3 separate regions of the Danio rerio genome follow, and regions 1 and 2 are each linked to region 3. A link is a contact called in public HiCAR-type and HiChIP or PLAC-seq data. All regions are on one chromosome and are shown on one strand. The core of a region is the stretch at or near the end of the contact, and the rest is flanking DNA. Distances in the headings are between cores, read along the strand shown.

What was found. HiCAR-type assays count read pairs that join an accessible place to other places. HiChIP or PLAC-seq counts read pairs in DNA pulled down with a chosen protein or histone mark.
Region 1: a contact with region 3 is called in an H3K4me3 HiChIP or PLAC-seq map of embryo, with 2.5 times the contacts expected there. The contact joins the promoter of si:dkey-21e2.4 here to the promoter of bsg in region 3. A contact is called at or near these places in 1 of 18 Hi-C or Micro-C datasets (hematopoietic stem cells) and 1 of 4 datasets of contacts at active chromatin or transcription factors (embryo).
Region 2: a contact with region 3 is called in a HiCAR-type map of caudal fin, with 7 times the contacts expected there. The contact joins the promoter of cbarpb here to the promoter of bsg in region 3. A contact is called at or near these places in 5 of 18 Hi-C or Micro-C datasets (caudal fin, embryo, hematopoietic stem cells and 1 more) and 3 of 4 datasets of contacts at active chromatin or transcription factors (caudal fin, embryo and gastrula embryo).

What each region holds. Positions count from the first base shown.
Region 1 is chr22:18,885,339-18,888,706 of GRCz12tu, reverse strand. It overlaps si:dkey-21e2.4, which reads right to left and starts at 1,313. Exons shown (of 5, transcript XM_021474468.3): 1 at 1,237-1,313; 2 at 1,010-1,154; 3 at 770-908; 4 at 359-610; 5 at 28-275. The coding sequence starts at 1,300. The coding sequence ends at 120.
Region 2 is chr22:18,490,771-18,493,970 of GRCz12tu, reverse strand. It overlaps cbarpb (CACN subunit beta associated regulatory protein b), which reads right to left and starts at 1,667. Exons shown (of 10, transcript XM_680490.10): 1 at 1,599-1,667.
Region 3 is chr22:18,633,028-18,636,082 of GRCz12tu, reverse strand. bsg (basigin) reads right to left here and starts at 1,293. Exons shown (of 9, transcript NM_198142.2): 1 at 1,063-1,293. The coding sequence starts at 1,132.

The DNA.
Region 1 (3,368 bases), core at 64-2,563, 250 kb before region 3:
GACAATGAGGACAATTCAACTCACTGATGCTTGTAAACTGATTGTTTTATTGAAAGACATGGAAAAAAAAAATTAAGAAAAACATTTCATGTTTTTTTTTTTTTTTTTTCATGAAGTTACTAAACATTTTCAAGTTTGAATCGGATCCACTGAAGATATGCTGAAATCTTAGTATAAGCATTAGGATAGAGACGGGAATTACAGAGATAACCATCACCGAAAGCTGTGATACCGACAGCAGTGTTATTACAAACCAAAGGACCTCCTGAATCCCCCTGTTTAAAAACACAGATAAGCACGTCACTAGTGAAAAAGGTTTGTACATTAACATAAAATCTGAATCATTATTCATACGTACATTGCAGGATCCTCCATGGCCATAAGCACAGATCATCTCTGACGCCACATATTCAGATCCCCATCTGCGTTCACACTCTGCATCATTCACTATAACTGTCTCTGCCTCCATTAGACGATCAGGCACTGGGCCTTTACTCCACAAATCTCCCCAACCAGCAACACTACAGATAGTATCTGCTTCAACATCTTCTCCATCTTTTGGTAATGATATCAGTCCAATGCTGTTGCTCAGTCTGACTTTTTTCTTCAGCTTTAATGCACAATTGTAAATTGTAAACTTTTTTGTATAATTATACTGGTAAATGTTTTAAGGTTCAAAACAGAAGTCCCAAAGATGAATTAAATACATTTAATTCATTCAGTAGAAATTCAAAAAAATTTTACAAATAAAATAATTACAGATTGATACCTTCAAAAGCATGATGTCATTCAGATCAGGATTCAGTTCATAGTCTTGATGTGGGATGTAGGATGCCACTTCATAGGAGTTGTAAATTTCATTTTTACTCAAATCATGGGCACCAACCACAACCGTCAGGACGTCACCTCTGTTGAAAAAGCATATATAATTGCCATATGAATACACAGCAGCTGATATGTCGTTCAGAAAAAAACAAACATTTCAGTTCGTACTAAAAACAACTCTTACTCTTCCCAGCAATGTGCAGCAGTCAAAACAAACTCTTCAGTAATGAGGGATCCACCACAAATATGCTCCCCATCATATTGAAGAGAAACCATGTAAGGTCTTGAGTGAGGTTTTGCTTCAGTGCCGTCCACTATACCCACACGAGCTGAAAGAAATTTTGTTGTTAGTCAATTATATGCCATTTAAATGTTATTCACAAATGTGTAAATCTCAACAGTCAGTCTCACCAGTGAAGGTCACGTCTGGCACCAGAGAAACCAGCAGGAGCAGAGAGATGATCGTGATGGTCATGATGAAGACTATCAGTGAGCTCGCAGTGATGCCCACTATTAAATAACACGAGAAGTGGGTGGAGTCAGCAACTTTTAAAAGAAGTAATGAAAATTTGAGATTTGAAGATAAAGTGGCTTTTTTTGTCGTCTTTATTTTGTGTCTCTACCTCTAGATAGCGCACTCAACCCAAGAGAACATGCTTCACACATTCTGTATGTGAAACATGACTGAGACATACCTGTCAATCCTAATGTTTTCCATATTTTACCATTCTATCACACTATCATCCCTTTAAATCCACCTATTTTTCTTCCTACATTTTAATATTCCTATACGAAATCTCACTGGTTGTTATTGATGTATTTGCCTTCTTGTTCTTAAGTGTGGGACTAGTCAGGGATTACTAGAGGATAGTTGAGGTGTCCTGACAAGTTATCTTTCTCATCAGATTATGCTACCAACACTGTATTTAAAAAGCTCTAAGGTTAGGGTTAGGGATTAGGTAGGTTCGGGTGATATTACAGCTTCATATCACACTACTCCACATTAAAATTTACAGTGGTAGCAAAATCTGATTCGTAAAATATAGTGTCATCAAAATGCACTACCTATTTTTGAATTGGAGGTAGGACAAATCGACAGAACACCGGCCTAAATCATAAGCAAACTGACCGGATGTTTAGGGTCTCGTGGCGACCAGGGGACCCCAAATGGTGCATAAAATAACTAAAATGGGTGATGATGATTATAAAAAATGCATTATTCATTAAAGAGCCCATATTATACATGAAATAGGGTCATATCTTGGTTGTAAGGGTCTCCAAGGTAAAAAAAACACTTTCGTGGTCTTATAATCTGCATTTATTTTTACCTAATTATTCCAGCGACTCCTGTATGAATCGTCCAGTGATTCATTTGTTCCCAAACCCCTCCTTAGCGCGAAGCTAATCTGCGCTGATTGGACCGATGACAGTCTGTCGCGATTGGTCGACTGCCTTCAGTCAGAGAGTGAAATGCCAAACAGCTAATCAGCAATATAAAAGTAATCACAGTGCATACACGCTCGATAGTGTAGGCGTGGATTTTAGCTGCCAGTGGGTCAATGTAAATACAGACTATGGACTTGAAAATTCAGACGACTAACTATTTTATTGAGCAAAAACTCCAAAAACAGTTGAGGAGATCTCCTAGCTTCTCACTCTGCTCTTTTCACAGACACACACACACACATATTGCACACACACACACACACACACACACACACACACACACACACACACACACACACACACACACACTTAACCCTGCTCTGGACGACAACGCGCGCGCGCGCGCACACACACACACACACATCTCCGGACGACAGCACACACACACACATACAGACACACACACTACTCCTCGTCCACGGAGCTCCGTTAACAAAGCAGCACGCGTCACGTTTTTAACGTGACTTTGCACGCGATAAGAGAACCTGATACAGTACACGCGGTTACAAGTAACAAATCACAACTAAATACATTTGCCATCTAGAGTCAACGAGGCAACTTTAATCGCAAGTACTTACACTTTAGAAATGGAGGAAGAAAAATCCATCCTGACGTCCAGCAGTAAGTTACTCTTTACTGATCCTTCCTTTAACAAACGCTGATAAAGTATTATTTGTAGCATGTAGTTTCCAGAAGTTTCCAGTAGTTTCCAACTGCTTGGCTATAATGCTGAGGTTTCATCTTTGGGTAGAGACTCAATATATCCATCTGCAGTGTGACTTCAATCGACCGGCATGTTTGTGTGTGTGTGTGTGTGTGTGTCTGGGTTTCTGCGTCAGAGGGGGGGGCCTCAGGTTTGAAATCTCCCGGGTTTGCGCGTGCACGTGAATAACTTGGTTTCGTTCGTACGTCATGGCGAAACACCTAATGAATCGGTATCAAGGCGACTCGTTTGAAGCACTATGAGTCGACTCTTTTATAGATGAATCAACCGTTTTAAACACTGTACACTAACAGATTTAAGCCTTAGCTGGATACTTCACTTCACTTAGAGCTGTGTTACACACTACATGGAGGGGAATTTTCAAAAACCCATA
Region 2 (3,200 bases), core at 418-2,917, 140 kb after region 3:
ATTGCACAAATCCAATATATATATATATATATATATATATATATATATATATATATATATATATATATATATATATATATATATATATATATATATATATGTATGTATGTATGTATGTATGTATGTATGTATATTTATACGTTGCTAATTATTATTGTTATACAGTACTTATTATTATTGTTATTCTGTACTTAATTGAGTACTTATAATTGTATTGTCGCTTCTGTTTATCCTATTCCGTTTTCATTTTTCATAGTAGGCTACTTACTTTTAATGATTTATTATCAATTACATTATACACTTAACAGAGATAAATTGTAATTTTATTGGTAATTCATATGTTACTTATTTAGACAAGTGCTATTGTACTTAAACGGTTTTTGCTATTCCAGCTTTGCTACTTTCTAGTTCTAGCAGCTACTAAATACAATAGCTAAATAATACTTTTTAATACAAATGCATGTGTTTGTGTTACTAGCAGCTTTATTTTACATATTACAAAGTATTATCATCACTACTGATCGTCAGTTAGGTTTGTGTAGCTATTTCATCATTGGTTATTAAATATTCAGTTGTAATATCAGTGGAAGTAACGTATATAAAAATCTCAATTAAATGTGCACTTTATTCAGATACTTCAATTACAGTACATCAGTTATTGCTGCTATTTTTTTAAGCTTTACGTTTCATTGGTAGACAAGTAGCAACAAAAATATTTTTGATAACATGATTTTTTTTGGTAAATATTTCATTGTTACTGGTAATAAATTGCACGTATATATATATATATATATATATATATATATATATATATATATATATATATATATATATATATATATATGTGTGTGTGTGTGTGTGTGTGTGTGTGTGTGTATATTTTCGATACTTATTATTATTGTTATTCGGTACTTATTTGAGAACAACTGTGTACTCATAATTGTATTGTTGTCGCTTCTGTTTATCCTATTCATTTTTCGTTTTCATGGTAGGCTACTTAACGACTTATTATCGATTACATTATACATTTATTTTAACAGAGATAGATACTATGTTATTGGGAATTCACATGTTATTTATTTAGACAAGTATTATTGTACTTAAACTGTTTCTGCTATTCCAGCTTTGCTACTTTCTAGTTCTAGCAGCTACTACAAACAATAGCTAATAATTAGCCTACTAGTAAAGCTGGAATAGCAAGTTGCTTAATTGAGATAATCACTGTCGCTAGTAAAACTAGTCAGTTTTTGGTTATGACTAGACTACAACACAGTTAGTTAAAATATATGAATGTTTAAACCGCTTGCCATAACAGCGTTATGTGAGCATCAATAGACGCTCGATAAACCCAAATACAAGATGGATTTAAATATCACTCCCAAAACAAAAGAGTTCAAGCATTTACAATAAACAGATAACCCGTAAAACGCAAAGTAAATCGGTTGTGTGCTTCCTCAGACCAGCAGAAACTCGTTGGCTGAAGATGCTCTCTCCACATTTCAGGCTATCATCACCCTCCAATAATAAAGCGCGATGTCATTCAAGACGCTGATCGAGGAAACAATAACTGTGTGAAAGACAGGCGAACCAAAACTCACCGAACTCTAATTCACGTGGTCCATGAGACGAAAGAGGGGAAGCTCGCGAACGATTCCACCGGTCTTCTCCTGAATTTGGGCTTTAAAATCTTTTTGTATTTATGAATGAAGCCCCCCGTTAAACACACCCACTCGCCCGTCGCCCAGTGAGAGGCGCAGACTGTGACGTCAAAAGTGAGGTACAGCGTTACTTATCACAAGTGTCTATCACGCCCTCGTCCTCTCATGATGTTATGGAAATGAGGTAATCCCCCATTTGAGTCAGTGAAAAATCTTCAGAAACGGGCATCCCCAAGCGGCCTGGGCGCAGTGCAGGTTTGGAAGAACATAGGCTATGGATCATACTTAACATAAATATAATAGCAGAGTAAATTGTAGGGAACAATTTTTTATTATTTAATGTGAATCATTAATAATTTCAACCTTATTTTATACTGGAAGGACTGTGAGAATGAATTAAATTCGTGCAATGGATATTTTGAAGTGACATAACGCCCCCTGCTGTTTGTAACGATCATTACACCCTTAATTTAGTCAGTGGGTTTTTCTCATTCAGTCATTCATTTATTCATTTTTCTTCGGCTTAGTCCCTGGGTCAGGGTTCGCCACAGCGGAATGAACCCCCAGGTATTTCTCATTGTTTTATATATTTCTTTAAAAAAAAAGGTTAGGTCCCTATCAACGTTTATTTTACTAAACACAAGATGGCTTTTAAAGATGGCCATAAATGAACATAAATTAAATTATTATTTATATTTTAAGAAATTACTATTTAATTTATTTTCTTTTTAGCTTAGTCCTTTTATTCATCAGGGGTCGCCACAGCAGAATGAACCCCCAACCTATCAAGAATGTTTTACACATGGATGCCCTTCCAGCTGCAACCCAGTGCAGGAAAACATCTATAAACACATTAATTCATACACATACACTACACGTCTAACTGTCAAAATGTCAGTTAGACCATACACTAAATGTCTTTGGAATCTTTATGTATAATTATGGAGTGTATTGTGTGTGCAGATGTGTATATATGTATAGAGTGTATCATGTGCCCATATTTATAGTGTGTATATGTATAGAGTGTATCATGTGCCTATATTTATAGTGTGTGTAAGTGTAAGGGGTGCATCATGTGTGCGTATGTATAGAGTGTATATATGTATTGTAAGGGGTGTATCATGTGTGTATTTGTAAGGGGTGTATTGAGTGTGTATATGTATGGGGTGTATAGATGTATAGAGTGTATCACGTGCCTATATTTGTGGAGTACATATGTATAGAGTGTGTATATGTAAGGGTTGTATCAAGTGTGCCTAAGTACATATAGTGTGTGTATTTGTAAGGGGTGTATCATGTGTGCGTATGTATAGACTGTGAATATGTATCAGGTGTATCATGTGTATATATGTATGGAGTGTATCATGTGTGCATAAGTATAGAGTGTGCATATGTAAGGGTTGTATCATGTGTGTATAAGTATAGAGTGTGTATATGTAAGGGGTGTATCATGTGTGCATAACTATAGAGTGTGTATTTTTAAGCGGTGTATAATGTGTGCATATGTATAGAGTGTGTATATGTAAGGGGTGTATCATGTGT
Region 3 (3,055 bases), core at 44-2,543:
CATGTCATTCATCAGCTGTTGCTTCAGGAGGAGTAAACAAATTATGATGGAGCCAGACTAGAAAACAATCACTCGCATTCATCATTAAGCAATTGATTTTACTGAAAGGGTAGGAATAATATTTTAATAAATTTCACAGTATTAGATTTCCAATTAAACACTAAACTTTCATTACAGTGAGTGTACTACGTTGCATGCTCAAGTTCAGTAGGTTTGCATAGATTATTGCCATTTCCAGTGATGGAACAATATAATAAGCTTAAGCTGAGCCTTTTACGGAACAAGGGAGGCCTGAAAGATGAAAATTGCTGCTTGCTTTGTCAAATGATTGGATGAAACATATTTTGCCTTCCCCAGCTTGTATTATAAATGATTACAGGCTCCTCCTGTTTACAAAACTTGACAGGAGGCCTCCAAAAACTAGTCTGCACCGGTTGTCATCATTGCCTGCTGCTTACCAGGTTTTACACATCATTTACTGGAGTAACTGACCTGCATGAATAGGGACAAATATTAATACTTCATTTGGAAAAGTTTGGATGAGCCATTCCTGAAATAATTAAATATCAACTAAGGGATCTTCTACAGTTTGGAAAATGTGTAACTCAGGTGGTTACAAAACCCAATGCTTGGGGATTAAAGGTTATTTTGGATGAAAGCAGAGCAAATCCACGTGATGGGGTTGAGTGTGGTAAACGTAACCTTAAACATTTTTCAATATAAACATTTAAAATATAATTACTTGTGACAAACAAATAGTTTGCGGAGAGTATGAAAGAGCATCAAGGAGAAAAACAACTACTTTAACTTAAACATCAGCTGTTGATTTATAGTTTGACTAAATGTGCGAGAGCGGTCGCTCGTGCGCGACAGATTCCCGACGATTTTCCAATTTTCAAATCGTTACAAACGTTCACTAACGATGTATATTGCTTTATAGTAAAGTAAAAACAATGTGAATGTAAAATCTGTCGTCCGAGTCGTGTTTCTGTCAACAAACGCCTTGTGTGAAAAACGAGCTCACGAGCTAACACGATCAACAGAAAAAGCAGACGTCCTTACCTGTCATAGCTTCGGCTTGAAACCAGCCGATACAAATGACCAAAACAGCGCCAAAGAGCTTCTTTTCCATGCTGAGGAGTTATTAAAATCTAAAAGGAAAATTTTGGGCCTGTTCGAGATGAAAAAAGAAAATGGAGAAAGCCTTCAGAGGAACCTAGTCGTCCTCTATTTGTTCGGACTCGGAGCTCACTCGAGAACGCGCACGTAAAGAAGGGCGAGTTTATGCGTCACCACGTCCGGTTCTCAACGTCACGGCGTTTTGCACTTGTTTGCTAATTTCCAAAATGATTTCGACTGCTAATGTTTTGAGATATATCCAGCTGCAGGCCCGCAGAACCACACACGTTTGAGGCACACACAATCTAGGACACACAATCTAGGCAAACCATAAATGGTAACTAACTCTTTAGCATTATCGCTACCTATTGAATTTCACAAATATGGTTTCCCATTTCAGTCAATTTTATTATTATATCGTAACGATCATTTTAAAGTCTCTGCAGTTTCTGAACTTAAATTATGTCAATAAAAATAATTGGTTAAAGACACTTATGACTTTATTCATGTGTCCATATACACAAAGAAAACATAATAGACCGTCTAATTGATGGATTAAGTGTAATAAACTAATTCAAGCTCTTAATATTATCATACTTCGTTAAAATCACGTTGTTGTAAAATATAAAAAGCAAACAATAATGTCACTTTAAAATAAATTAGCCTACTATAGTTAACCATTTAAACAATATAGTTAGAAACTGATTATCTTAACTGATTATAATTATAAGTTTATATATAAACTACTATCTTTTACTAAACTGTCACTGTTAAAGCTGTTATATATATATATATATATATATATATATATATATATATATATATATATATATATATATATATATATATATATATATATATATGTGTGTGTGTGTGTGTGTATACACTTATGATTTTTTTTATTAATAGTTAATATTTTATTAATAGTTTTATTAAGAGTATTAAATGTGGGAAATCATTAATTAAAAGGTTATTGGAAAATTAAGCTAATAAACACCGCTTGAGTAAAATATTAATATAGTGTTATACATTTGTTACATATAAAAATATTTTTATGACATATAATGTATTATTGCCTATCTTAACTTGCTATTATTTCCTTCATCATAAATTAATCCATTATATAAATTAAACCTGTCCAAATGAGATCATTCAGCAAAGCCAGCAAACGAGTATCTGCCATATTATTGTCAGATAATAATGACTGATCAGCTATAATGACTGATTAAAAACTGTTCACTCTATTATATTGAATGGCGATCGGAAACAATGCTCCCCATTCGGCCGTCTCAATCGCAATATTTGTGAAATAAAGTAAAGTAAACACTATTGTTTATTGTGTACAATATTTATTAATCAAATATATCAAAATATATCGATGACGATGTCCAAAAAGACGTTATAACTTTAACATCAGTCATAACCATATATGGTTTGCCTAGATTGTGTGTCCTAGATTGTGTGTGCCTAAAACGTGTGTGGTTCTGCGGGTCTGCAGCTGGATATTATTGGATGTTTTCAGGAAATAAGTAGTAGGCTCTGCCATTTTAACTAATTAATGGCTTTTTGGTATAATAAAGGGACATTTCACCCATAAAAGTAAAACTTAATCATTTACTCACCGTAAAATGTTTCCAAACCTTTTATTCTGTTGAACACTAAAGAAAATTAAAAAAAAAAAAAACTAAGAACCTCCTGTAACCACTGACATCCATTTTAGAAAAAATAATAAATAAATAAAAAATACCATAGTCAATGGCTCATGTACTACCATCAATTTCTTCAAAATATTAAAGAAAGTCAAACAGGTTTGAAAAAAGTGAAGGTGTAATGACATAATTTTTTTATTTAACTACAGTAGATAAAGTAAACTATATTTTATTAATATAGTTTATATATACATGTATATAAACTACAATTTATATATTCAAATTTT